Regions from separate parts of the Mus musculus genome. Here regions 1, 2, 4, 5, 6 and 7 are each linked to region 3. The links are chromatin contacts, called in public HiCAR-type, HiChIP or PLAC-seq and promoter capture Hi-C maps. All regions are on one chromosome and are shown on one strand. The core of a region is the stretch at or near the end of the contact, and the rest is flanking DNA. Distances in the headings are between cores, read along the strand shown.

Region 1 (3,374 bases), core at 286-2,785, 2.2 Mb before region 3:
AACAACACTATCCTTCAAAAGCTATGATGGAGCCGGGTGGTGGTGGTGGTGGTGGTGGTGGTGGCGGCACATGCCTTTAATACCAGCAGGGAGGCAGAGGCAGGTGGATTTTGGAGTTCAAGGCCAGTCTGGTCTACAGAGCAAGTTCTAGGATAGTCAGAGTCACACGAAGAAACCCTGCTTCCTTCTCCAACAAGCCCTCCCTGCCCTCTCTCAGGCTAGCCTTTCCCAGCAGCCCCTCATTCCCATCTTTACTCTGATGTCTGTGGCCCAGGCTGGTCATGACCTTGGAATCCTTCCATAGTTGGGATTGCAGTCCTGAGAGCTGCGGGTGAGCGCCTGGTAGAACAGACTGAGCCCTGTAGCCTCCTTTGCTCCACCTCCAGGCAAGCTCCAGACTTTCCAAAAGAGCCATTCTTCAGGGCGTTTCTCAAGTGGTCAACAGAGTTCAGGAAGGGACTCTTGGCTGTCCTCCTCCTTCAGCCCAGCCTCTCACTACCCTGCTTCACCCTTTGGGAAGCCCCAGACCTTTCTCCCACTGATGAAATCACAAGGAATCCGGGTAGGAGGTTGGGCCAAAGAGCTGGCTGGAACCAGTTTGAGTATTTCTCTTACTAGGGGCAGGCAGTGGGGCAGAACGCTCCTAGCCAATCCTGATCCACAAACTTCAGCCTCATTTTCCCCACCCTACATGTCCCAAAGATTCTGGATTCAGCAGACCTCTTTCCTCCTCCTCTTCCTCCTCCTCCTCCTCCTCCTCTCTAAGTCTGTTATTCTTACAGTTGATGGGTAACAGTGTCTAAACTAAGAATGTTTGTGGTGAACTGGCCATTTAAATATTTTTTGCTACATTTATTTATATATTTGTTTATTTGTGTGTGTTGCATGTGCCATGCTCCTGTGGGGAGGACCCAATCTGTGACTATCTGAGGAAAGAGACTGGGTTGCAGCTCAAGCATGAGGGCCTGAGTTCAAATCCCCCACATTCAATGTTGGGGCCTACTGGCCCCTCCTCCCTCCCTTTCCCCAATTTGTTTCTACAGACTGGGTTTCTTTTTCTTTATGTAGCCCTGGCAGCCCTAGAACTCGCTCTGTAGACCAACCAAGGCTGATCTTGAACTCACAGAGATCTATCTGCCTGCCTCTGCCTCCTGAGAGCAGGGATTAAAGGTGTGTGCCACTCATCTGTCTGCCCTTTCTAGGGGTCCTTCTGTGGAATATCAGATATGATCCACAATTAGATTCTTTTGACCAGTGGTGAGGTGCGTGTGGGTGGGTGTGGGTTGGATAGTTTCCCAACGCCCCGCCCCTTTTGGAGGCTTTGCACCCTTTCTGGCTCGATGCCCTTGCCCCGGCCCCGCCCCTGGCTATGCATTGTTATTCACCCTAGGTTGCCCACTGTGATCTTGGCTCCGCCCCTCGCTCGCCACCTGGCGCCGAATGTTCCATAACCAATCAGCGCTTGCGGGACGGCCTCCGCCTTTTCAAGTCCCGCCCTCCGCTTTTTCAAGTCACGCCCCTCCGCCTTTAATCCTGGTCGCTTCCGTCTAGCAGCCTCAGAGACACGCGGCGCGGCCTGGGAGGTTTCTCCTTGGCGCCACTTTCCATATCCCCCGGGCTGCTTCCTATTTGCATCTGGAAATTTGATTTTTCTCTCCAGAGCCCGAAACGCTCGGTCCACTCCTTCTAGGGCTCCAGTACCCAAGAGTCCGAGAGCCAGGCGTCCTAATCCTGGGATCTCGGTCTCCCGGAGCAAGGCATCCCGGATCTATGCCACTTGGGTTGAGCTTCCTGAAGACCTCAGCTACCTGAGTTTCCTTACTCCTTCAGGGAGTCAAAGAACCCTCTGAAGAGCTGTTCCCTACTCCAACAAGGCGCTCTCAACTCCCAGTTTTCGGGGATTCGACATCACCAGGAAAAATAAAGGGATCTCCGCATACAGCTCAGGGAGCCTAGGACCCTCCAGTTTCCGAGATCCGGTGGACGCATAACTTCAAGGACCGCTGCAAAGTTTCAGCCTCCATTCTCGGTCCTAAGGACGTCACACCTAGTCTCCAGGCTCACAAGGAACCTCCCTGTTACGGCTCAGCATGGCAGTGGATCCCCCTAAGGCTGACCCCAAAGGGGTAGTAGCGGTGGATTCCACCGCGAACGGTGGCCCCGCGCTGGGATCCAGAGAGGACCAGAGTGCGAAAGCAGGTGGTTGCTGCGGTTCCCGTGACCGGGTGCGCCGCTGCATTCGCGCCAACCTGCTGGTGCTGCTCACGGTGGCTGCGGTGGTGGCTGGCGTGGGGCTGGGGCTGGGGGTCTCGGCGGCGGGCGGTGCTGACGCGCTGGGTCCCGCGCGCTTGACCGCTTTCGCCTTCCCGGGAGAGCTGCTGCTGCGTCTGCTGAAGATGATCATCCTGCCGCTCGTGGTGTGCAGCCTGATCGGAGGTGCAGCCAGCTTGGACCCTAGCGCGCTCGGTCGTGTGGGCGCCTGGGCGCTGCTCTTTTTCCTGGTCACCACACTGCTCGCGTCGGCGCTCGGCGTGGGTTTGGCCCTGGCGCTGAAGCCGGGCGCCGCCGTTACCGCCATCACCTCCATCAACGACTCTGTTGTAGACCCCTGTGCCCGCAGTGCACCAACCAAAGAGGTGCTGGATTCCTTTCTAGATCTCGTGAGGTACGTTCCCGCCAGGCAGTGGGGTGGTTAGGGGCCAGTGCAAGCGTGCAATCTTTCTGCTTTACCCCCTCTGAGTACAGGGATTACCCGTGTGTGCCGCCACTAGTCACCAAGGTTGAGTCCTCCAGATTGAGTCATGCCTTCTAGAATCTAGGAAAATAAGGTAACGGTGACAGGACCGCTAACATCTTGGAAGGGTGAACTTTTACGGAAGTTCTCCAAATTTGGGGGCGGGCCTAAACATGGAGGGCTTTTAGAGGAAGGAAAAATAATAAGCCTTCTTAGTCTTGTTACGCTTTTTGGAGACAGTACAGGGTCTCGTACAGCCAAGCCTGTCCTTGAACTCTCCTTAGCGCCCTACCTCCATCACCCTAGTGGCTGGGATGAAGGAGCATCATTTAGCTTACTGAAAACAAGTCTGCTACAAGTATCTCAGGCTGCTCTCTTGCCTCGGCCTCCTTCCTTGGCTTGCAAGGGAAGTGTTATAAAAGATACAAGGACTGCCCTAAGAAGAGCCACCCCCCCCCCATGAAAGTTATGAAGAACCACAAAAACAAACAAACAAGAACGTTGTGCAAACTTCTGGAGGGATTCTTTTGTGGCAGAGGGGCAGAGATGAGGCTCCTGGATAAGGATTTGGACCCAGGGTCTGTGACCTTTTCACTCCTATGAGCCGGTGGAGGCCCAATGGTGATGTGAGAGGCTGCCT
Region 2 (3,711 bases), core at 326-2,825, 2.4 Mb before region 3:
TGCTAAAGGAAATGGCAAAAATGAGACACCCTAAGGGACAGAAAAGGGGGTAAAAAGAAGAGGGCAAAAAGCCAGGCACCACAGGGGAGTGCATGCAAGATCAGAGCGCCTGCACAGGGGCAGAGTTGGCAGGCAGAAGGGTCTGGAAAAGAGGACAGGGTCTGAATGGCAAAATGGGAGCAAGCACTGAGAAGGGAAGGAAGCGAGCAAGGCGCATCAGAATCTGAGAACCGTAGGAGAAGGAGCTTAGGGACATCCTAGGAGGTGCAGAAGGTTCAGTGTTGCGACCCGGCAAAATATGGGGCAGTTGGGCCCAAATACAAGGAGGAATTATGTCCAAAGCCAAGACCGGGAGGGCAGTAGAGCAGTGCCTGTATCAACAGACCAATACGGATCTCCACGGAGGTGGAACCGCAGGTCCTAAAGGGACAGCTCCTGGGGATGCAAGATGTTCTACCGCAGGGATAATAACAGTAAATAGGCCAAAGAAGGAGAATGGGGATTTCCTCCCAAAAGTGATGCTAGCAGAAAACAGGTAAGGTAGAAGGGCCACGGATATTCAAAGTGAGCGTCAGAGGGGATACTGAGGGGTCAATGAGGAGGTAGACTGTCCCAGGAGCACAGCCGACTCCAGGAGGTGGCGAAGTAGGTATGACTGGGGGTCGGGGTGGGGGAGGAAGTGGGAAAGAAGACGGCTCAGAATTGGGAGTCGGGTATCTCGAGTGGAGGCTGAGAGACACCGAGATCCTTCACCGGGTTTGGTGGGGCGTGTGTGGAGGCAGACGCCGGGATTGCAGGGCTGCGGGGACACTAGCGAATAGGAAGGGCAAGGCGGGCCGCGCGGGCCGGGCCCGGGCATGCAGCGGCCGGGACGCGGGGACCGCGGGGCGCTGGGGGGGGCGCTCCCACCCCTCCCCCTCCGGCTCCTCCATTGTTCGCGGGCTCCGGGCCCCGCGGTCCCCGCCTTTCCCCCCACCCTTGGATCCCGCAGCGGGGCGGCGCCCGGCGCCTCGCCCGTCCCCACATTCCCCTCCGCCAGCTACGAGACACTTACCAGTCTCGGGGGCGCACTCAGCGCGGCCCCGGCCTCCGCGATCCCAGCCGCAGCGACGGCGGGCCCGGCGCCATGTTCCCCTAGCGACTCGTTCCTGAGGCGGCTGAGGCGGCGGTGGCGGCTCCGGCGGCGGGGGGCCGGGCGGACCCTCCCTCGCGGGCTCCCTCCTCCGCCTCCTCCACCTCCTCCTCCCGCCGCGCCGCGGCTCTCCCTCGGGGCGGGGGGCGGGGAGGGGAAGGGGGGAGGGGCGGGAACCAGGGGGAGGGCGGACCAGCCTCGCTCGCTCGCTCGTTCCCTCCCTCCCGCGCAATGGCGGCGGCGGCGGCGGCGGCGGCAGCGGCGTTGTCGCCTCCTTCCTGCGGCCGCCGCGGCCGTGCGCGTACTGGAGACCCTCTCGCAAGTGCGCGTGCGTTTCTGAGGGGCGAGAGATGCTGGGGCTGGGGTTGGGAAGTGGATAACGGCCCTGTGGGCCGAGCGCACCGCGAGGACCGTAGGCCGGGAGGACAGGCACGCGCGGACACCGAGGGCGCGAGTGCGCGTGCGCGCCTGAGGAAAACGCCGCTACCTCAGCGGCTGCGGCGCCAGATTTACACAGCGCGAGGACGGACACCCGCGAACTGGCACAGGAGGGCGCGGGGTGGGCTGAGTGCGCGTGCGCAGAGACGGCTGCAGCCTGCGAAGCCACCGAAGGGAGGGAGGAGCCCGCAAGGGGGGCGCGCACGGCGTCGCGCGTTCCAGGCTGCAGTACCCGCCGCCCCTCCCCACACCGCGCCGGCTCCAAGAGAAAGCCATCTCTGAGAGGCTTGGCCCGGCTCGTGAGGGCGGGGACTTAGGGCTCCATCCCGCTCGCGCGGGACCTCACTAACCAATGGAAGGCAGAGGGAGGTGGGTTCGCCTCCTGGAGCCGCAGCTTCGGGATAACGGAGGGGGTTGGGGGGACAGACGTAACGTGGGGTGGCGAGGCGGGGCTGTGAAGGAGGGAGCGTACCCAGCGAGTGAACCAATTGGGCGAGGGAAGGGGGCGTGGTCCTTCACAGCCCAACCCAGGCTCGCCGTTGGCCAGCCCAAAAGAGTGGGCGGGGACAGGGGGCACGTGCTCTTTCCCGGGCGCTGAAGAAAAACCTGTGGGCCAGGCGCGTTGATACAAGTTACTGGTGATTTCTCCCAGTGCTTGGTCTCGGGCAGAGGAAGGACAGGCCCTGCATTGCAGCCCTAGTCTCCCAAGTCAGCATCGGGCAAATGACAGCAAACCACATGTCACTTTGGGTGCTTGCAGGGGGAATGGTGATGTAAGAGGGCTCCCCTCTAACTCTGTATTCCTCTGGGAGCCCTCCGGAAGGATGGATTGTGAAAGACAGGCTTTCCCGGCGCCTCACAGAGTGTGGAATGCCTGAAGGAAGCACGTGTTTCCGATCCAGCCTTGCACTTCTTTCCAGGCTTTTCATCTGTAAAGTGGGATAACAATACTGAACTCCAAAGGGTCGCTTGGAGAATCGAATGAGGTATAATAGGCCCTATGGCCACGATTCATGGTGGGAATCCTCGAACTACTAGAACCCAGTAAAATATGGGCGATCTCCCTTATACATTAATATCTATAATAGCTGATGGATTACTCTTAGCAGAGGATTACCCACAACAATAGAAAAACGATGAATATATATTACGCTGTAATAAGAGAAATGTGGATGTGACCCTCCTAGCCACCGGTAACTGAAACATCAGAAAGCAACAGGGGAGTTAAGAGGGAACTACTGTGTCTCTAAATGAGGGTGGGGTGTAAAGGAGTGACCTACACGTATTGAGTACGCAGTAAGCATTGCTAAATAAAATTACATGGGCTCGACCAAATCCAGCAGCCAGAACTTCATGAAGTCAAAAAGGTCATGCTGTGGGTGATATTCCTGGAGTCTGCTTTAAGGTGGTTAAGGCAGCCAGTATGTATGTCTCTTTTGGCTCTCTACAAAGGCAAGAAGGAAAAATCAATATCATAAAATTTTACAGTGGAAACACAGTAATGAATTTTCATATTCTGAAAAAAAAGTTTACATGTGCTCAAATTTTAAAACACCCCAACAAATGAAGCCTCTCATTAAAGTTTGTTAGGAGGGCAGGTTCTTGTGGTGTGGGCTGAAGAGATCAACAGTTAAAAGTGGGTTCCTCTCCCATCTATAAAGATCATTACTTGGGGCTGAGGACAGAAGTCATTGGTAGAATGCTTGCATAAATACACAAGGCATTCGGTTCCATCCTAAGCACAGAGTGTCTGGAGTAAACTAAAGTTAATTTTGTTTTCTGTTTTTTGAGACAGGGTTTCTCTGTGTAGCCCTGGCTGTCCTGGAACTTGCTTTGTAGGCCAGGCTGGGCTTGAACTCAGAGAGATCTGCCTCTCCCTTCCAAGTGTTGGGATTAAAGGCATTTGCCACCATGCCTGGCTAAAGATAATTTCCATTAACATTTTTCTCACTAGCTATCCTGGCTGCCCTGGAATTTACTATGTAGCTTAGATTGGAATTGAATGTGTGACTGTGTCTGCCTCTGCTTCCTGAGTGTTGGAAAAGAATGATGTTGGAGTTGCACAAAAGAACACAAGAACAAAGCAAAAATAACTCAACCAGACAGTTTATCATTATTACTATTATTATTGGTTTGCAAAC
Region 3 (3,651 bases), core at 162-2,661:
TTAGGCCGGTGGTAGTGTGGCTGGCCTTTAATAAGTCCCCAAACTCTTGAGGCAGGCCGATCTCAGTGATTTCGGGGTCATCCTCCACCACAGCGCTAGTTCCAGGACAATCAAGGTTACAAAAACAAACAAACAAAAAACCCCGTATCTCAAAAACAAAAAGGAACCAACCACACACACCCACACCAAAAAGAAAAAAAAAAGAAAAAGAAATTTTCTCCCTTTTATGTATATGAGTGTTTTGCCTGCTTGTATGTTTGTCCACCATGTCCATGCCTGGTGCCAGCAGAGGGCAACAGTGCTGGAGCTAAGGATGGTTATGAGCCCCCGCCTTTGGATACAGAGATCCTAACTCTGGTGTTCCCGGGAGAGATGGTAACTGCTGAGCTCCAGCCCTCCCTCTCTGCTTCGGGTCTTAATACAAATGTCATCTTTTCCTTATGTGTAATGTCCGCACATATCCTGTCTTTTTTCTAGCCTCGCTGGTGACTGCAGAGATACTGCTGCATGTTCAATGCCAGCTTGGGATACTTAGTAAGATGCCCTCAGAAACAATTTTTTGGTAGTGAACACAATTTGCCTTTTATATGGATATGTGAGAGCTTATGTGTAACTGTCGGAAAGATGAACGAAGCGCCGTTTACCCAATGACCTTGAAACTGCGGGCACTGAAAATTTTCACCCTGCCATCCGGCCATCCAGTTCATTCAAGTGGTGCTCTCGAATCACTCCTGCTCTGCGCTTTTCTAGGATCGCCATCCCCACCCTTCAAGAAATTCCTGCCTTTGAACTCCCTCTCCGAGCCATGACGTCAAATTGTGGACAGGGGGCCTCCCAGGCACCATTGGGAGGTTGCTGGGTTGCTATGGTTACCGCCTCTGCATGGGCGGGGAATATTTCCAGGTGCCCCGCCTCAGTCCGTAGGAGGTAGTTTCCGAGTGGTCCTGCGCAGAGGAGGGATTGGGCGTGGGCAAGGTTTCCTAACGCCCCCAGCCCCCACCCACGCAGTTGTCATGGAAATGAAGCTCTTCTCCCCTTTCTCAAAATAAGACTTTGCTTAGTAGGCTAAAGGACTACTCAAAGGGAAGAAACTCCGCTTGGTCCTAGCGCTCTCTTCAGCATCTCTCTCTCTACTGCGCCCGCACTGGGATTTAGTCCTGGGTACCATCGCAGGCAAGGTGCCAGTGACACGCATGCGCGCTGTAGGTTTGCACATGCGCAATTGAGCACCAGAGCCCAGGGAACCTACTTCAGCGCTAAATGTGCGGCTGCGCAGCTGTGTCCTTCTGGTAAAGCAAGGCGACGGGAAGTTCTGCGCTTGCGCAGTGCTGGGAGACACGGCTCAGAGAACGCAGCTCTGTCAGGGTATCTGGAGACCGCGTTCGCCCGGCGCGCATGCGTCTTGGCTCTCAATGCTACTGGGGGCGGGGCCCAGAGGGGGAGGGAGAAGTAGGGGGGGAGGGAAGAGGCCGCAGAAGCCGAAGCCCTGACCCACCGGCAGGCAGGGGCTGCGGCGGCACGGTGAGTGACCCGCGGCCCAACTGGGGTCCCCATCCTCTGTGCTCCATCACTCTTCCTGGAGTCCAAAAAAAGCCTCGGGGGTCCCCCCTCTTATCTCGGACCCCCGTTATCTCCACAACTCCCCTTCTTTCCCCAGCAATCCCAGCACCCCCATAATCCCTGCAGACCCTCAGCTTTAATATTTTGCCGTCTTAACTAGAAGGTTCCATTTCATCTTTATTCTTGGACATCCTCTCTCAGGGACCCTAGAACTGACACCCACTACCCTGGGAACCCCCAGCGCTCCTCTCTGATCTGGATGCCCCGTCTGCTGCATTGCCCAGTTGGCATCACTTCCCAGCATCATGCATGTTCGACCCCCTGGGCATCCCCGTTACTCTTGCCCTGTCCTGTTCTACTGCGCCCCCGTTCTCCTCTAACTCCTGCTGTGGCACCCTTTTCCCTTCCACTTTTGCTCATTTCCCTCCATCCTTCCAGACCGTCCGTCCCCCCAGTACCCATCAACTCCTCCGCGAGGCACTAGCGGCCGCGTGAAGCACAAGATGGGCACTGGGCGGGTGTCACCTACGAGGAAGCACCTTTGATTGCATTCAGCACCTCGCCGCTCCCATCACCACTTTTGCACAGGGGACCAGAGGAGCCCGTGTCGGGGCGACACGGGGACACCGAGCCACCGCCAGCGCTGTTCGCCCTTTGCCCGCAGAGCCGGCGCCCCCCATGCGCCAGGCAGCCGATCGGTGGCGTCTGGGGGCGCCATGGCCTCGGCGACCGCGGCGGCGGCGCCGGGCGAAGCGGAGGAGACCACCCGACTCCGCAAGCCGCGCTTCTCCTTCGAGGAGAACCAGATCCTGATCCGAGAGGTGCGCGCCCACTACCCTCAGCTCTACGGCGCGCAGAGCCGTCGGGTGAGCGTGGCCGAGCGGCGGCGAGTGTGGGACAGCATCGCCACCAAAATCAACGGCATCACCAGCTGGAAACGCACGGGCCAGGAGGTTCAGAAGCGTTGGAACGACTTCAAGCGCCGCACCAAGGAGAAGCTGGCCCGCGTGCCGCATTCCACGCAGGGCGCGGGGCCCGCCGCTGAGGACGCCTTCTCTGCGGAGGAGGAGACTATTTTCGCCATCCTGGGACCGGGTGTGGCGGGGCCGGGGGCTGGCTCTGGGGCTGAGGAGTCCCGGGCAGCCGCCTCTTCACAGCCGCAGGCTTCGACCGCTAGTACACAACGGTATGTGTTGTCAGAGGACCGCAGGCAGGATCGACGGGCAGGTGAGTCCCAAAGCCAGTTTCTTTAACAACTACCAGCACTCCTGAAGCCTACAGTGCGTTGTTCACGCCCAGATCGGTCAGGCGTGTTTACCACATTTTTGCTAAAAAGTAGGAGGTCAGTGCTGTCAGGCCCATTATGGAGCTGGGGCTTTAAGGTCAGAGAAAGGAAAGACTTAGATGTGGTGCCAACAGGCCTGTAATTCTCCTGCTTGGGAGTTGAAGGCAGAAGAAACGGGAGTTCAAGGCTAGCCTGTGCTACAGGAGGCTTGGCTTAAAAGGGTGAGGAAGGGCGGGCTGGGGATGTCCTGGTGGTTGAGTACTTCCCAGCTTTCAGGGGTTCCAGGGTCAGATTTTGACTGCATAGACCCATGTGGTAGCACATGATTTGGAGTCTCAACACCTGCGTTATCCTTAGGTGCATAGTGTGTTAGAGGCAAATCTGAGCTCTGTGAGAACCTGCCTTCCAAAAATAATAATGTAGAAAACAGAAAAGGAAGTGGATTGTCTCTGGTGGTTCTACAGCCACTTGGTGACCATCAGAGTCGTAGACGTGGAACCGGTCCTGGGATGCCTGGCTCAGCTGGAATTGGCGATTTCAGTAGGTGGGTGGGATTGGTCTTTCTTCCCAGCTACTGTGGAGGTCTGAGGTAGGAGAATCTGGGAGCCCAGGGCCTACCTTGGGCTGTATGCACTAAGTACCAGTGTCAGTCTTTTGGAGACCCTGCCGCAAACCAATGGAGAAAGGGCAGGTTAATAATGCTAGGTCACTGGGCCAGTGTGCCTGGGGCTCAAGGGTTTGTTCCAGGCCTGAAAGTAAATGGAGAGAGAGCTGGGGTGTGGGGAGAGTTCTGTGCAAGGCAGCGC
Region 4 (3,574 bases), core at 850-3,349, 2.7 Mb before region 3:
TAGCCTCGCCTCTCTAAACACAAACCCCGCCCTTCAGTTCTAGATCCACCCATGCAATTAGTCAGACCCACCTTGGGAAAATTCTGACCCACCCCTGTAACTCATACTAATTCCTCCAAAGGCGTCAGTCCAGGCTCCATTTCCTATGACAATTTTAGCCAGGATCTGGATCTCAATAGGTCAGCTACAATCTTTCCTTCCAACCTGCAAAAGTTACTTCTAGAGGGCCAGAGGGATCTCCTGGAGTAAAGGTGCTTGCTGCAAGCCTGGAGACCTGAGTTCAATCCCCAGGACCCACAAAGGAGGAGAGAAATGATTCCCACCAGTTGTCCTCCGACCTCCATGTGATCCCGCACACATGCACAAAATAAATAAATCATAATGAAAGCCGGACAGTGGTGGCGCACGCCTTTAATCCCAGCACTTGGGAGACAAGAGGCAGGCGGATTTCTGAGTTTGAGGCCAGCCTGGTCTACAGAGTGAGTTCCAGGACAGCCAAGGCTCGAAAAACAAAACAAACAAACAAAAATCATAATGAAAAACGGTTCCAACTCTGTCTGCCCAACACGGACTTTAGTCCATGACTCCCCAGCCCCCAGCATCCTAAAAAGGCACTCATCCTACCAAGGCGGAAAAGATTCAGCAAGCAGGCCCAGGATCCACCGCAGGGGCCTTCCTGGACCAGACTTGACCTTCATAGTGATACTCAAGGCAGATGACAGAACTTCTACAGAGGCTTACAAGAGAAAACTGCCAGCAGCAACCGCATCCCTGACCTGCAAAAACGTCTGTGGTCCCACCCCTACCTAGGGTGAAACTTCAAGCCCCTCCTTTCCCTCCAGACTTCTGGCCCCGCCCACCAAAAATTCACACTCTGGCGCCACCTCCAATTTAACTGGCCCGCCCCCCAACAGACTGGGAAACATTCTGACCCCGCCTCTGAGTTCCCTACTTCCCTGCCTGTGTTTGGCCCCGCTCCCCAGCTCAGTAAAAACTTCCTAACTCTATCCCCGCCATTCGCCATTCTCCACCAGCACCCTAGCCCCACCCGCAAAATCCCTGACATCGTAGCTCCACCTCCACCCAGTCTCAGCCAGCCCCTGGACCCTCCCCTAGCTTCTGGGCAAGAATCAGGACCCAGCACCAGAACCAAAAAACTTTCCTGCCTAGCCCAGGAAGTCTCCGCCCCAAACACTAGTCCCATGCAATAAATAATGTAACCACGCCCTAGTGCAGCAATCAATACCTAAAACACTGAGGACAACATTCCGGCTACACCCCCAGCATCTTGACCAAACCCAGCACAACACCGCAACTCAGTCATCACCTCTTCACTCAAAGCCCAAACCCTGCCCCTTTCCCCACTCCCCTCCAAACTTTGGCCCCGCCCCAAACACATCCACCCCCCCTTAGCTCCACCCCTGGCCCTCATGACCACGCCCTGTGGCACTCCCTACAGCAAAGACTAACTTGTAAGGCCCCAAGCAATACTCTAGCCCCGCCCCCATCTTACTCCGCCCACCATTTTTGACCACTCCCCCAGGTTCACCCGCCTACCGACCAAACTCCACCCCTTACACGCCCCAACACTTTAGCCCCGCCCCCAGTTTCCACCGTGCTAACGCCCAGACTCCGCCTCTTATCCCCATCCTACACTCTTTGATCCCGCCCCCAGCGTCTCCGCCCAACGTCCCGAGCCGGGCCCCTAGTCCTCCAGGCAAAACTCTGGCCCCGCCCCCAGACCGACACAGCGTTGCAAGCCCCGCCCCACTCTGGCAGCCGCCAGGGCTTCGGGCCTGCCAGCACCCGCGCGTCTGGCTCTGCCCACGTGTTCACCGCCCAACCTCAGCACCCCTCAAGCGACACATGTGGGCGTCGGGTTCCCGCCCCCCGCAGAGTACCCTGACCCCGCCCCCGCCGGCGGCTCGCCTCCCAGTCCGCGCGCGTTCACGCTCCCCTCACGTGGGCGACCAGGCCCCGCCCTCTCCGGGCGCGCTCCCGGCCCCCTCCCCCGGTCACCTGTCCCGGAGACCCCGCGGTGTCTGCGACTCCGGCTTCGTCCGCCTTCGCGTCCACAGCTCCCGGGCCTCACTCGTCACTTCCGGCCCGCACCACGTGAAGAGAGGAAATAAGTAGGGCACTTCCGGTCTTGACATCCCATTTCCGGGTGCCTTAAAGGGTCCGCACCCGCTCAGGCTCTGCAGAAGGTAGCAGAAGCCTGTTTCTTCTTTCTGATTTCAGGGATTGGACTGGGGGCACGAGGTGGGACTTGAACCCACAGACATGTAGCCCTAAATCTCTGGGCTCCTTTTTTGGCTTACTGATTTCCGATTTTACTAAGTAGAAATCAGACATTTTACAGGGACCCCAGAAAACCTAAACTGGTTTCATTACCTCTTCTTGCAAATGAAACCTTAATTATAGAAACTGTAACCAATTCATAAAAATAGAAAAAAAAATTTAATCAACTATATAGGGGCTGGAGAGATTGCTCAGTAGTTAAGAACACTGTCTGCTCCTCCAGAGTTCAATCCCCAGCAACCACATGGTGACTCACAACGATCTGTAATGGAATCCAATTCCCTCTTCTGGTCTGTCTGAAGACAGTGACAGTGCACTCACATGAAGTCTTTAAAATATATATATATATATATATTTTTTTTTTTTTTAAATCAACATTATCCAGGCGTGGTGGCACAAGCCTTTGATCCCAGCACTTGGGAGGCAGAGGCAGGCGGATTTCTGAGTTCGAGGCCAGCCTGGTCTACAGAGTGAGTTCCAGGACAGCCAGGACTACACAGAGAAACCCTGTCTTGAAAAAAAAAAAAAAAAAAAAAAGGAAAAAAGTCAACTACAAAGCTGGGCGTCGTGGCAAAATACGTCCACTACAAAAGCAATGTTCTTTCTGATTTGAAGAAGCAACAAAAAGGAGCTAGTAGAATCTTCCAAGTTATTTAAAGCATGCCTTTTTTTGTATTTATAATAATTAAAAATAACTTATCAGATATGTCTATTTTATCAACTGGCAAAACAATAAAAGTACAATAAATTCATATTAAAAAATCAACTATACAAAGCTGGGTGTCATGCCTCTAATTACAGCACTTGGGAGACTGAGGCAGGAGGATTGCCTCGGGGTCAAAAACAGCATGATAGATAGATAGATAGAGAGAGAGAGAGAGAGAGAGAGAGAGAGAGAGAGGGAGGGAGGGAGGGAGGGAGGGAGAGAAAAAGCAGGGTGACATGGCTGAGAGAGTAAAGACACTGGGCCAATTATGACCTCAGTTTGACCCCTGGACTGTCAGGTGCACAACCTCTTCTACCTGTTGAGCAATGTGCTGGCACTTTAATTATTACTTTTTTAAAAAAAAAATATCTGTACTGGCTTGGTTTGTTGTCCTTAACACAAGTTAGAGTCATCAGAGAGGTAGGAGCCTCAGTTGTGAAAATGCTGCCATGTAAGTCACCATGTGGTTGCTGGGGATTGATCCAGCTGTAGGGCATTTTCATAATTAGTGATTGATGGGGGAGGGCCTAGCCCATTGTGAGTGGTGCCTGATCTCTGAACTGATGG
Region 5 (3,561 bases), core at 60-2,559, 2.7 Mb before region 3:
ACACAGAGAAACCCTGTCTTGAAAAACCAAAAAAGAAAAAAAAAAAAAGGGGGGGGCCTGGAACTCACTATGTAACTCAGACAGACTCCAACCTTGCAACCACATTCCTGCTTTATCCTCTGGAAGTGCTGGGAAGACAGGTGTAAGTGACTATGTTTATTTCTTTAACAAGTGTCTTATCTCACATGGCTGTGTGACACCCTTTCACAGCGGGCCCAGTGCTGGGCACCCATAGGTAAGTAATATACTCAGTAAGTTTGGTGACAGTTTGGGTGAGACAGAGAGTCTGTCAAGTGCCGTGAGAGATGTCTACGGCTTGGGAGGAGGAAGGGTCACTGTTTCAAAAGGGAAGGGAAATAAATGACTTTTAGAAAAGGGAAAGGAAACAGAAACAACAGACAGGATGAAATAGGGTGCAGGGGGCTGCCCGGGCATGTCTGTGCCAGGAGCACAGGGCTGCCTCTTCCCCATTTGTCCAGTGCCAGATGGGTATTACGCCAGGCGGGCCAGGTGTTTAAGTTCACGAGTGTAACCCGCCATCAAGCCATTTAGCAGGAACCTGTCTCAGGAGTGACTTTGTGAGCACAGGTCTGGGCTCAGTTTCTTCTGTATGTGACTGGCATGTTTTGTAGGGTCAGCCAGTGCAGTCTAGTGGCTGTGCTTCAGCTATTGCGGGTGTCAGCCTGAGAGTGCTATTTGGATTGGAGTGTGTGTCCCTCTGAACCTGCCAGGAAGTTGTTCTGAGAAGGGGTCAGCCTTTAGTGTAGTGTGAATGCCCTAGGCATCTGGGGACACGGGTTTGTGCGTCGGAGACTGTTTGAATATTGTTTGTGCAACTACGTTTTGGGTTGTCACTGTCTGTGTGTGACCCAGTGAGCCAGTAAGTAAGATAATCTGGATGTCTGGGTCTGTGTGAGCTCGTGTGTCCAGGCCCTTGTCCTGATGTGTATCTGTGCCTCTGGTCTGACTTTGTGTCCCTGTGGCTCAGTCATCACTGACTCAGTGCACCCTGGCGTGCCAGTCCGTTAGTCTGAGCGTACTCCTCAGGTGTGGGTGTGGGTCCCAGTCAGTGTGTCAGTGTGTCAAGCGTGTGTCCGGACACCCTAGGTCTGGGCTGTCCCCACGCTGCTCCTCCTGCCTGGACCAGGCCTCGCCCCGCCCCTCTGGCTGCCGGGAAACCCCCCGCGCCGAGGTAGGGGGCGCGGCGCCCGACTGCAAGCCCCGACTTGTCCCCAGCCGCGGGCGGGGCCCTGGCGTCACGCGGGGGCGGGGCGTGGGAGCCAGCGAGAGGCGGGGCGGGGCGGCCGCCGAGCGAGCGGGGCCCGGGGATCTGCCGGGAGGCCTGAGACGCGGCATAGAGCCACATGCGAGCGGGGAGCCCAGGAGGCGGCGGCGACACCAGCAAGCAAGCAGCAGCAGCGGTGATCCGGACACGAAGACTCCAGAAGCAGCAGCAGTCACTGCAGTTAGAGCAGCAGGAGCAGCAGCAAGGTGCCTCAATAGCAACCCACTCGGCGGGCGAGCCCTCCAGAAGGCAACCGCCCGCCACCCCATCGCCTCCTTTCTCCGGAGTGTTCATGCCCCCGGGGTGAGTGAGCACCCCGATTCCCGAAGCTGCTTACGAGCGGCAAGGCCCGGAGGGCTCCCTGGAGGAGGTGACGGGGTGCACGGGCCGATAGGACGGTCGCCTTGCATTCCCGCAGCTTGTGCCCCAGCTTTCATCACTGGGACTAAGGCTGGGCCAGGCGGGCGGGAAGGAAGCACCTGGGACTCAGGGCGCCCTGTCTGGGCGCACAGGTGCCACAGCGGTCTGGCGGGTTTGTTTACAAACAATGGGGTTCGGGCTCGCCCGCGCCCCCTGGTGGCTAGTGAGACCTGGGAGGAGCGTGGCCCCGGGCTCGCTCGAGTCCCCCGAGTCCCACTGCGGGAGGGTTGGGGTGGGGGGTGGCACCGAGGATCGGCCACACCCAGAGCGCGCGCCCGCCGGGGGCGGCGACAGGGGGCGGCGGAGGCTGTGGCTCCCGCGGGCGGGGGCTGCGCCCCAGCAACAGCCGGTTATTGGCCCCGCGCGCGCTGGGCGGGCGGGGCGGGCGCACGTGGCGGCGTCGAGGGGGGGGGCTGTGACAGCGGAGGGGCGGCGGGGACCGCGCGTGCGGGGCTGTGGATCTGCAGGTGTCTCGCCTGGGTGTGTGTGCTCGTGTTTGGCTCCCGAGTTTGTATCCCTACACCGAGATGTTGGCGTTTGTCACCCGGAGGGGTGTCTGCGTGAGTCCTTGCCCGCGTGTCTGCGGGGTGGGGTGCACCTGTCCGTTTACGGGTGTGGGTGGCCACCCCCCAAACCAGAGTTGTATACGTGTGCTCTTAAGGGGTGAAAAGGGGATCTGTATCTGTCGCTTGCCTGGTAGTGTTGGTGGTGGTGGTGCGGACGACCGGGGCACTTGAGCTGTGTTTGTGTGTCGCTTGAGTGAGCTGTGTTGCTGTGCAGGGGTCTCGCCCAAGTGTGCGCTGCGTGTGTGTGTGTGTGTGTGTGTGTGTGTGTGTGTGTGTGTGTATGCGCGCGCGCGCGTGCTGTCTCTGGGTGTCTCCAAGACAAGCATCTGCTGTACCCAGCTTTTGGGATGGGATGCCACCCAGTGCCTGATCGCTCGCTGGGTGACTTCTGAGCAGCAAAAGGCACACAAGGCACGCTGAGCATGAAGGGCTTTGGGGGTGGGGGGGATCTAGCGGGTTCAGTGCCAGCCCCTCTCTCTGCATGCAGTGTGTGTGTGTGTGTGTGTGTGTGTGTGTGTGTGTGTGAGAAAGAGAGAGGGGGGGGTGAGAGTGAGTTTTGGGTCTGAGGGGTTTGTCTCTGTGATCCAGGCTATGTGTCATGTGGTGCTCTCTCTCTGTAGTGTTTATAGCAGTCACGTGAGGCCAGTGTTTTCTGTCTCTGCATTAGGTGTGTGTGCTGCTGGGCTCTGTGTGTGTGTGTGTGTGTGTGTGTGTGTGTGTTTTCTGGGGCTGACAGTTGGCTGTGGTGTATTGGGGCTGAGAGTAGAGGCTGGACCTATGGCTTCTACCAGCTGCGGCTGGTGCCTCCCGATGTGGCTGCCCCGCACACGAGGGGGGATGATGTATCTGGATATGATGACTTGTGTCTATGTGTGGCTGTTGTGTCCCAGGAGCTCAAAGTTGGGGGGGGGTGCACATTCAGGTGTGTTTTGAGATGATGGTGGTGCATGTGCTAAGGAATAGTAAGGGGGGTGTCTTTGGGTTGTCTGTGTGTATGCGGGAGAAACACGTTGAAGACTTGAGTCTGTTGTGCTTCAGTGTGTGACGGCTGCATTGTGGGCGGGTGAGCGCTGGCATGTCAGCAGCGGGTCAGTGTGAGACTGGTGTAAATATGTTGAAAGGGCTCTGGATGGCTGTGTGTGCATGTCTGTGTCCCCATGTGTTTCTGGGTGAGCCACCTCACTGGGGGAGCGGGAGGGGCGGTAAAGTTGGACACTTCTCTGAGTTCACTGGTGTCTTCCCATTACACACACACACACACACACACACACACACACACACACACACACG
Region 6 (3,434 bases), core at 777-3,276, 2.1 Mb before region 3:
TTTTGCCCCAACTTGTATGTGAAAAAAATTGTCTCAATAAACCCTTTGGAGTAAGATAGGTTTTCCAGGCCATCTGTCAAGGGGATGGTGGACAGTAGGGGAAGGCCACTCCCTCTGCCTTGGTTGAGTGGAGTCTGGAGAGAGGGATATATGGTAGATTGGGGGTCTGTGGTCGACTGGGATGGGGAACGAGGTGACATGTGTGGGGGGGGTGGAAATGGAAGCACATGGCCACATCTCCATGATCCTCCCCTTCCTGTCCCTCAACTTGTGCTCCCCCGCGCAGTGAGCTAGGGAGCAGATGCTGGGATGGAGCAGTGAACATTTAGTTGAAGACCCCTTGCCTGCTCAGGGGCTGAGAACAAAAGCCCCTTTCCTGCCCCATGCCCACTCTTGGACTGGCAGACAGCAGGAAGGTAGGCCCACCAGACCCAGGCAGAGGGCAGGATGTGCAGAGCAGTACAGAGTTCCCTCCCCTTACCCACGTTTAATGTCGGCTGGTGGGAGTTAGGCCTTCATTGCCACAGTGGGGAAGGACTGGAGTCCCATCATACAGAGCAGGGTATGAGCCACTCTGACATTCCAAACAGCAGGCACAGCATGTTCCACAACCCCCGCCTTCTAGACCTGCCCCAGGGTCACGGGGTAAAGGGGGCCGTGAGTCCCAGAAGCAGGCAGTCAAACATGCTGGGGACATGCCTGTCTAGAAGGTACATGTAGGCATGTGGTTTTTAGGGGACACTCATTAGCCAGGCTGTGAGCTCCACGTGGCCTTGCCTCCCCCTGTCCCTCTTTGCAACTTCCCCAGGTGGTAGTTTGGGTTTTCACTCCAGCCTCAGACTTCCTTCCCCAGCCTCTGCCCCCGGATGTGGTGACAGCCAGCACTGTACCCACCTCAGCTGCCCCCAGCAGCGCTGAACCAGTAAGGGGGGGCCCTTGTGGACAAGTTGCTGCTCTCTTAAAGCTCCAGCTACCTGGATGTGAAAACTAATTGGTAGCCACTGCCTGACTACTGGAGTAAAAGTCAGAACGGCTCTTGATGGAGTTAGAGTTGACTACACAGACTCACAGGCTCTCAGTTGATGTTAGCTTTTTAGATTTCCTGTTATTGCACTACTGTTTATTTCAGAGAAGGGTGGAGGTCAGGACAACCCACAGTAGCTCAGCTGGTTCTCCTTTGACTATGTGAGTGTACAGGATTGAACTCAGGCCAGTGAGCTTGGCTTCAAATGCCTTTCCCCACCTGGCCATCTCACCAGCCACATGTTGGATGATTCCGTTAACACACCCACCCAGACACCCCTGGATGTTTTCAGTGCCTTCCCTTTCCTCTGCAAAATCAAAGGCAGCCACATCAACTCAACTTTAGCAGTGTCCAGGCACCACCTGTATTTCGGCCTCATGACAGAAAAACTAAGGCTCACAGTGGAGAAGTCACACAGCCAGAAAGATGTCGGCACTTGGTCTCACAGGAGGTCTATCAAGTGGTGGTGTCCTTTGTCATGCCACCTTGGTTGGAGGGACAGGCTTTGTACCCTCAACTCTCTGGAGAGAAACCTGAAATTAAGCTCTCTTGTGCATCCTAAGGCCTCCTCGACTTCCCACCTTATATACTGGGCTTTTGAGCTGGGGACGCGCGCTTTTGTGTGTGTGTGTGTGTGTGTGTGTGTGTGTGTGTGTGTGTGTGTGTGTGTGTGTGTGTGTGTGTTGGGGGCAGGTTGAGTAGCAGAAACTGTAAAGCCACCGGACTTGACAACGATTTCCGACCCTTTCCCTGCGGTGGGCGCCGGATGCGTGCCAGTCTGACAGCTCACTCCTTCAATGACAAAGCGCCTGCCCCTCTCGCGTGCCGCGGTGAACTGCGGCGAAAAGTCAACTTTCCAGGCTGGACTGTGCAGAGGAAACGCTGACCCTTCCGCCCTCCTACCCCCAGCCACCAAATTCCCCCCAACTCCCTGGTGCGGGGTCCCGCCTTCCCCTTCCGTCCCAGTAAGGCCCGCCCTGTGATGTCACGGTGCCCTGCTTTGATTGGCCAGCTGTGCCATCGCTCCTGAGACTTCCTTCTGGGCCGCCGCTGCCGACTTAAACTTTGAAGGGGGAAAAATAGAGCTACCCGCGCTGTGCGACCCTCCCTTGTCCCCGACCCGCCCCGCCTTCGGTAACGCTCCCTCCTCCGCCGCCCCTGATCCAACTTTCCTCCGACTTTCACGACCTGTGAGAGTCTCTTCTTTCAGCCCTGGCCCTGGCAACCCCTCCTCATCCCCGAGCCAGTCGGGTTCCTACGATCCACTAGATCCCTGGTCAGACTCCCGTTTTCTACCCCCAAGGCAGAGCATCTTCAGGCCTGCCCTGACTTTGGTCCTGCCGTCAAACCCACCGGATCCTGGCATTCCCTCTGCTTTGCTCTCAGCCTTCTTTCTCCAGGGGCCTTGGATCGCAGTGTCTTTTGATTCCAGGGACCCTGCCCTACCCGACTTTCTTTCCTGGTTTCTTCCAACCTTCCAATCTCTGGGTACCCTTCCCCAAACCACTGTTTTTCTTTCTGAACTCTGCTCTCTTGACTCCCGGCGTGTGACCCACTAGATGCCTTTTCTCTCATTGCCCAGGATCCCGCCATCCTCGCGTCTCTCAACCTGACAGATTTCTCTCTCAAATGCCTGCGTTCTTACCACCACCGCAAGAGAGCTCTCGGATCTAGGTCCCAGGGTCCTTGGTGAGCTTTGGGCGGCAGATCTGGATCTGGCCCCCATGGCCGCCGCCCCCTCCCATCCCGCAGGACTCCCCGGCTCTCCGGGGCCCGGGTCTCCTCCGCCCCCCGGTGGCTTGGATCTCCAGTCGCCGCCACCTCTGCTGCCTCAGATCCCGGCTCCGGGTTCGGGGGTCTCCTTCCATATCCAGATCGGATTGACCCGAGAGTTCGTGCTGTTGCCGGCTGCCTCAGAGTTGGCTCATGTGAAGCAACTAGCCTGTTCTATCGTGGACCAGAAGGTGAGGGCATAGGGGGCTCTCATGATAAAGGAGGAGGCTTTGGAGGTGGCCTGAGATTGTTGGGAGGCCAGAGAGGGGCCTAGGTGACAGACGAGGAGGGGCACTACACCCTAGTCGTGTCCTCACTCCACCACCGGTTTCAGAGAGGCCCGGATAGGGGTGGGGTGCCCAGAGGCCTCCCCAAATTGCCTGTCGCTGCTTGTTGTTTTCTGCAGCGAGCAGGGAGGAAGGGAGGGGCCTACCAGGTGTGGAGTTGGGAGGAAGGGGCAAGTGGGAGCAGCTGATCAGGAAGAGCTCTTCTGATGGGCCCATCCTGGGCCTCCGGTCTTTGGAAACAGTAGAAATTGAAGCCATACTGGCCATGGTGATCGGGTGACATGTGTGAGTGGGTGTGTGGACAAGCTGCCAGGGGCAAGCAAGGTCTCGGGGTACAATCCCTATCCTTT
Region 7 (3,661 bases), core at 478-2,977, 2.8 Mb before region 3:
CTGATCAGTTACCACAAGCAAACAAGTTTATCTGAAGTGGTTTTCTTCATCTATAAAATGGGAGCAGTATCATCAAATATCAAAAACACTGTCAAAGAGGCCAAACGGCCACTATTACTCAGGTTTAATGCTTTCTCTCCACAAGAAGAGATTCCAACACATGGAAAACAGCAAAGGCACAGAGCATCCAACCAGGGGGGAAAATAACACAAAAGGCCAGGAATTCTCTCTCGATGGCATTAGCAAACCCAACTCAGCCTTCATTCTCTCAAGGGTCATCATGAAAGAGCCCAGAGGTTGGCTTTATGCAGTCACAGGGGTGGGAGGGACTTGGTCCCCTCTTGGGAGTTGTTAGAGCTACCTTTGAGTGTCCAGGGAGGAAGACCTTGTGAGTCCCACAAACATAGCAGACACTGCAGAGTACAACACTTCTGAGTAAAGACTGAAGCTCGGTGATGACAGGACTGAGAGAACTCTATTCTAGAAGGGAATGAGGACCAGGCCTTGGAAAGCTGCTAGAAGATGGAGCCAGTGATCCTCAGAAAAAGACTGGGACAGTAAGGAGGAGAAAGCTCCTTCTAGGCAACAAAAACCCTGACTCACACTAGGCCCAACATCAGCACCCATGGCTGCCAATGGGTCTGTTCCCTCGGGCATTTTACTCCTTCATTTGGTTTGGGGTCTCAGGTAGTTTAGCCTAACCTTGAACTCTCCACACAGATAAGCATGACCTTGAACTCACTCACCATCCAGTCTCCACCACATAAGTGCTGGGACTGCAAGTAAGCACCATTATGTCCAAGTATGGCTTACCGGGCCATCTTCCCAATACCTCTCTTTCTATTTCTCTATTTCTCCCTCTCTCCCCTCTCTCTCCTCTCTCTCTCTCTCTCTCTCCCTCCCTCCCTCTCTTCCTCAGACCTCCATTTGAATTTCTCCACTTTCTCCATCTTGTTTCAACTTTTCCTCAAATTTATTTATTTTTGGAGACAAGAGTCATCCTATGTAGACTGGGTTGGCCTTTAACTCACAATCCTCCTGCTTCAGCCTCCTGTGCTCAGATCCAGCACCTAGCTCCCGGCCCTCTATTTGTTTACAGTTCTCCAGTCAATACTTTTATCTACCAATGGTGCCTTTCTTTACAGCTACCACTCCGGTATTTCTGTGTAGTCTCAATCACATATGTATACATATATGTTCACTTTCTCACAACATTAAGACTATTTCCACTCTATTTTGCTAAGCTAAATAAGCAGTGCGAGGAACGCAAATCTGGGGTGCATTTCTTCCTTTCGCCATTTTTCAGCACGACTCTACTATCACCTCCAACTTTCAAGGTTCTGTTTCAAACTCCATCTTTTCATAACTGTGGGTCTCACCACCATCCAGGCTTTCTTGCCAATCTCTTCCTGGCGCCCTTGTGAGCCTCTCTTGCAGGCACCCCATCACCCTGGTCCCCTTTTCTCTCCCTTTCTCAGAAACTTGTTCCCTCTGTGGTTTCAGTTCCGGGCCTCTTGGTCCTCCAGCTTCTAAGAATCGCGCACCGCCAGAGCTCTCTGGGTCCTGGCACATTCCTTCATTAAAATTGGGGTTCTCTTGACTCCCCTGCTCGCTCGGAACTATAGCCCCACACAAATCCTGCACCAGGGACCAAAGCCACGCAGACACCCCGCACACACGCCCCGCCCCTTACCTCCGAAATAGCACGGACGCCTCAACTTCCGGTCCTAAATGGTCTGCGCCTGCGCACGCTCCCGCCACTCTCCAGACTGCGCATGCGCAGATCGCGAAAGCGCGACCTGGCCTCTCCGTACAATGAAGCCCAATAGGGAGTAGCGGGCGGGCCAATGCCCATCGCACAAAGCGCTCTTGGGCACCTGGCTTCAGGCAGTGTTTTGGGTGATTTGACGCCCTCTAGAGGCCAGAGGAGGGGTTATAGGTAAGTGCCAGTCCCTAGCCGTGTCCTCTCCACAGCCCTGTAAACCCAGAATTACTAGAAAGTCAAAAGTTTCGGGTCCAAAAAACAAAACAACGCACGCCTCTAATCCCAGCACTTGGGAGGCAGAGGCAGGCGGATTTCTGAGTTCGAGGCCAGCCTGGTCTACAGAGTGAGTTCCAGGACAGCCAGAGCTACACAGAGAAACCCTCTCTCAAAAAAACAAACAAACAAACAAACAAAAAGTTTAGGGTCAGCAAGGGAGCTCAAACACTATTAAAACAGTCCCGTGACTGGGCGAACTAGTGCACGCCTTAAATTCCAGCACTTGGGAGGCAAAGGGAGGTGGATCTCGGTAAGTTCAAGGCCAGCCTGGACTACATAGTGAGTTCAGGTCATCCAGGACTACATATCTAGACCATCTCAAAAACCTAATTAAATTAATAAGACAGTCATGTGGTCACTCTATCACTATAACTCACTAATAAATAATCAGATGTAACCCCAGCAGCCTTAAGCCAGGGACCAGCTCTGTGCTGATCAGTCTTGTGTCCCCTTAAAGCCCTCTCTAGAGCCACACATGTTAAATTAATGACTAAATGGGTGAGAAAAGACTCCAGAGAAAACTACACAGTACTCCTCGATGTGCCAATCACTGGGGAACTGAGCCTCAGTTTCCCCATCGATAACCTAAGAAAACTTGTTGCAAAAAAAAAAAAAAGTCGCTGAAAAGCATATATAAAAATATATAGGCCAGGCTGGGTTGTAGCCAGGTTTTGAGTTCTCTGTTTCCTCTTCTGGTTTCTCTGTGCAGCTCACTTTTTCCCCCCATTCAGATATTAGTGCACTGAAGCTGTCATCTCTGACCTTGCTTCTAAAAGCAGCTCCCTCCACAGAGCGGGCATTATTGCTCAATATTTTATTTCTTTGCTTATTCATGTATTTCAGACAAGAACTTTCTCCTTTGCCCAGGCTCCAACTACTCATCCTTCCACCACCGCCTCCTGAGCGCTGGAATGTTCTTCACCCCGTCCTATTTAATCTTACTTTTGTGACTATCTCTGTGTCCTCCAGTAAGATGTGTGCTCCGTAAAAGTGGAGAACTCTTCTGTTTTGTTCACCAAAGTCTCCTCTGTGCAGAGAAAGAACCCCAGACCTTAAGAATGTACCCCTCCCCAGGTAGTACAATACTAAGGGTAAAGAAGACATTTGGGGGCTGGTGAGATGGCTCAGTGGGTAAGAGCACCCGACTGTTCGTCCGAAGGTCAGGAGTTCAAATCCCAGCAACCACATGGTGGCTCACAACCATCCGTAATGAGATCTGATGCCCTCTTCTGGAGTGTCTGAGGACAGCTACAGTGTACTTACATATAATAAACAAACAAACATTTAAAGAAAAAAAAGACATTTGGAAGCATATAATCTAAATCAATGATTTACCAAGGGACTTATATTCACAGCAAGCAGTAAAAAGAAAGTTTATGCACCTTTTTTTTTTTGAGACCGGGCCTCATGTAGCCTAGGCTAGCCTTCTTATGTAACTGAGGATGGGCTTGAACTCCTGGCCCTCCTGTCTCCACCGTCTGAGTTCTGGTCTCCCACGTTTGTATCAACACCAGCTATTTTAGTTGGTGCAAAGGATTGGTCCCTAGGCCTCATCTAAGCTAGGCAAACAAGGAACACGGAAGACGGAGGGGAGGAAGCAGCCTGGCAATGAGACAGAGA

Evidence for each region. Promoter capture Hi-C pulls out the DNA fragments that hold promoters and counts their contacts. HiCAR-type assays count read pairs that join an accessible place to other places. HiChIP or PLAC-seq counts read pairs in DNA pulled down with a chosen protein or histone mark.
Region 1: a promoter capture Hi-C map of embryonic stem cells shows a contact between it and region 3, with 5 times the contacts expected there. The contact joins the promoter of Slc1a5 here to the promoter of Mypop in region 3. A contact is called at or near these places in 2 of 39 promoter capture datasets (both in embryonic stem cells), 3 of 115 datasets of contacts at active chromatin or transcription factors (acute myeloid leukemia, astrocytes and embryonic stem cells) and 2 of 9 other capture datasets (embryonic stem cells and liver).
Region 2: a promoter capture Hi-C map of embryonic stem cells shows a contact between it and region 3, with 4 times the contacts expected there. The contact joins the promoter of Arhgap35 here to the promoter of Mypop in region 3. A contact is called at or near these places in 1 of 39 promoter capture datasets (embryonic stem cells), 2 of 115 datasets of contacts at active chromatin or transcription factors (astrocytes and embryonic stem cells) and 2 of 9 other capture datasets (adipose tissue and liver).
Region 4: a promoter capture Hi-C map of embryonic stem cells shows a contact between it and region 3, with 5 times the contacts expected there. The contact joins the promoter of Ccdc9 here to the promoter of Mypop in region 3. A contact is called at or near these places in 2 of 39 promoter capture datasets (the C10 cell line and embryonic stem cells), 2 of 115 datasets of contacts at active chromatin or transcription factors (astrocytes and extraembryonic endoderm stem cells) and 1 of 9 other capture datasets (adipose tissue).
Region 5: a contact with region 3 is called in an H3K4me3 HiChIP or PLAC-seq map of embryonic stem cells, with 5 read pairs. The contact joins the promoter of Bbc3 here to the promoter of Mypop in region 3. A contact is called at or near these places in 4 of 39 promoter capture datasets (embryonic stem cells, hippocampal neurons and liver), 2 of 484 Hi-C or Micro-C datasets (both in embryonic stem cells), 2 of 115 datasets of contacts at active chromatin or transcription factors (astrocytes and embryonic stem cells) and 2 of 9 other capture datasets (adipose tissue and liver).
Region 6: a contact with region 3 is called in a HiCAR-type map of embryonic stem cells, with 10 times the contacts expected there. The contact joins the promoter of Prkd2 here to the promoter of Mypop in region 3. A contact is called at or near these places in 2 of 39 promoter capture datasets (liver and stem cell-derived epiblast-like cells), 3 of 115 datasets of contacts at active chromatin or transcription factors (embryonic forebrain, embryonic stem cells and stem cell-derived neural progenitor cells) and 1 of 9 other capture datasets (adipose tissue).
Region 7: a HiCAR-type map of astrocytes shows a contact between it and region 3, with 5 times the contacts expected there. The contact joins the promoter of Dhx34 here to the promoter of Mypop in region 3. A contact is called at or near these places in 1 of 39 promoter capture datasets (liver) and 1 of 115 datasets of contacts at active chromatin or transcription factors (astrocytes).

Annotation. Positions count from the first base shown.
Region 1 is chr7:16,779,811-16,783,184 of GRCm38.p6, forward strand. Slc1a5 (solute carrier family 1 (neutral amino acid transporter), member 5) reads left to right here and starts at 1,536. Exons shown (of 9, transcript NM_009201.2): 1 at 1,536-2,665. The coding sequence starts at 2,091.
Region 2 is chr7:16,613,418-16,617,128 of GRCm38.p6, forward strand. Arhgap35 (Rho GTPase activating protein 35) reads right to left here and starts at 1,576. Exons shown (of 7, transcript NM_172739.4): 1 at 1,055-1,576. Gm29443 (predicted gene 29443) reads left to right here and starts at 407. Exons shown (of 3, transcript NR_136928.1): 1 at 407-535.
Region 3 is chr7:18,989,834-18,993,484 of GRCm38.p6, forward strand. Mypop (Myb-related transcription factor, partner of profilin) reads left to right here and starts at 1,412. Exons shown (of 3, transcript NM_145579.3): 1 at 1,412-1,521; 2 at 1,999-2,787. The coding sequence starts at 2,277.
Region 4 is chr7:16,284,681-16,288,254 of GRCm38.p6, forward strand. It overlaps Ccdc9 (coiled-coil domain containing 9), which reads right to left and starts at 2,100. Exons shown (of 14, transcript NM_001382411.1): 1 at 2,020-2,100.
Region 5 is chr7:16,308,274-16,311,834 of GRCm38.p6, forward strand. Bbc3 (BCL2 binding component 3) reads left to right here and starts at 1,310. Exons shown (of 4, transcript NM_133234.2): 1 at 1,310-1,588.
Region 6 is chr7:16,840,876-16,844,309 of GRCm38.p6, forward strand. Prkd2 (protein kinase D2) reads left to right here and starts at 2,027. Exons shown (of 19, transcript NM_001252458.1): 1 at 2,027-2,158; 2 at 2,607-2,988. The coding sequence starts at 2,749. Strn4 (striatin, calmodulin binding protein 4) reads left to right here. Exons shown (of 18, transcript NM_133789.3): 18 at 1-56.
Region 7 is chr7:16,220,305-16,223,965 of GRCm38.p6, forward strand. Dhx34 (DEAH (Asp-Glu-Ala-His) box polypeptide 34) reads right to left here and starts at 1,728. Exons shown (of 17, transcript NM_027883.3): 1 at 1,694-1,728.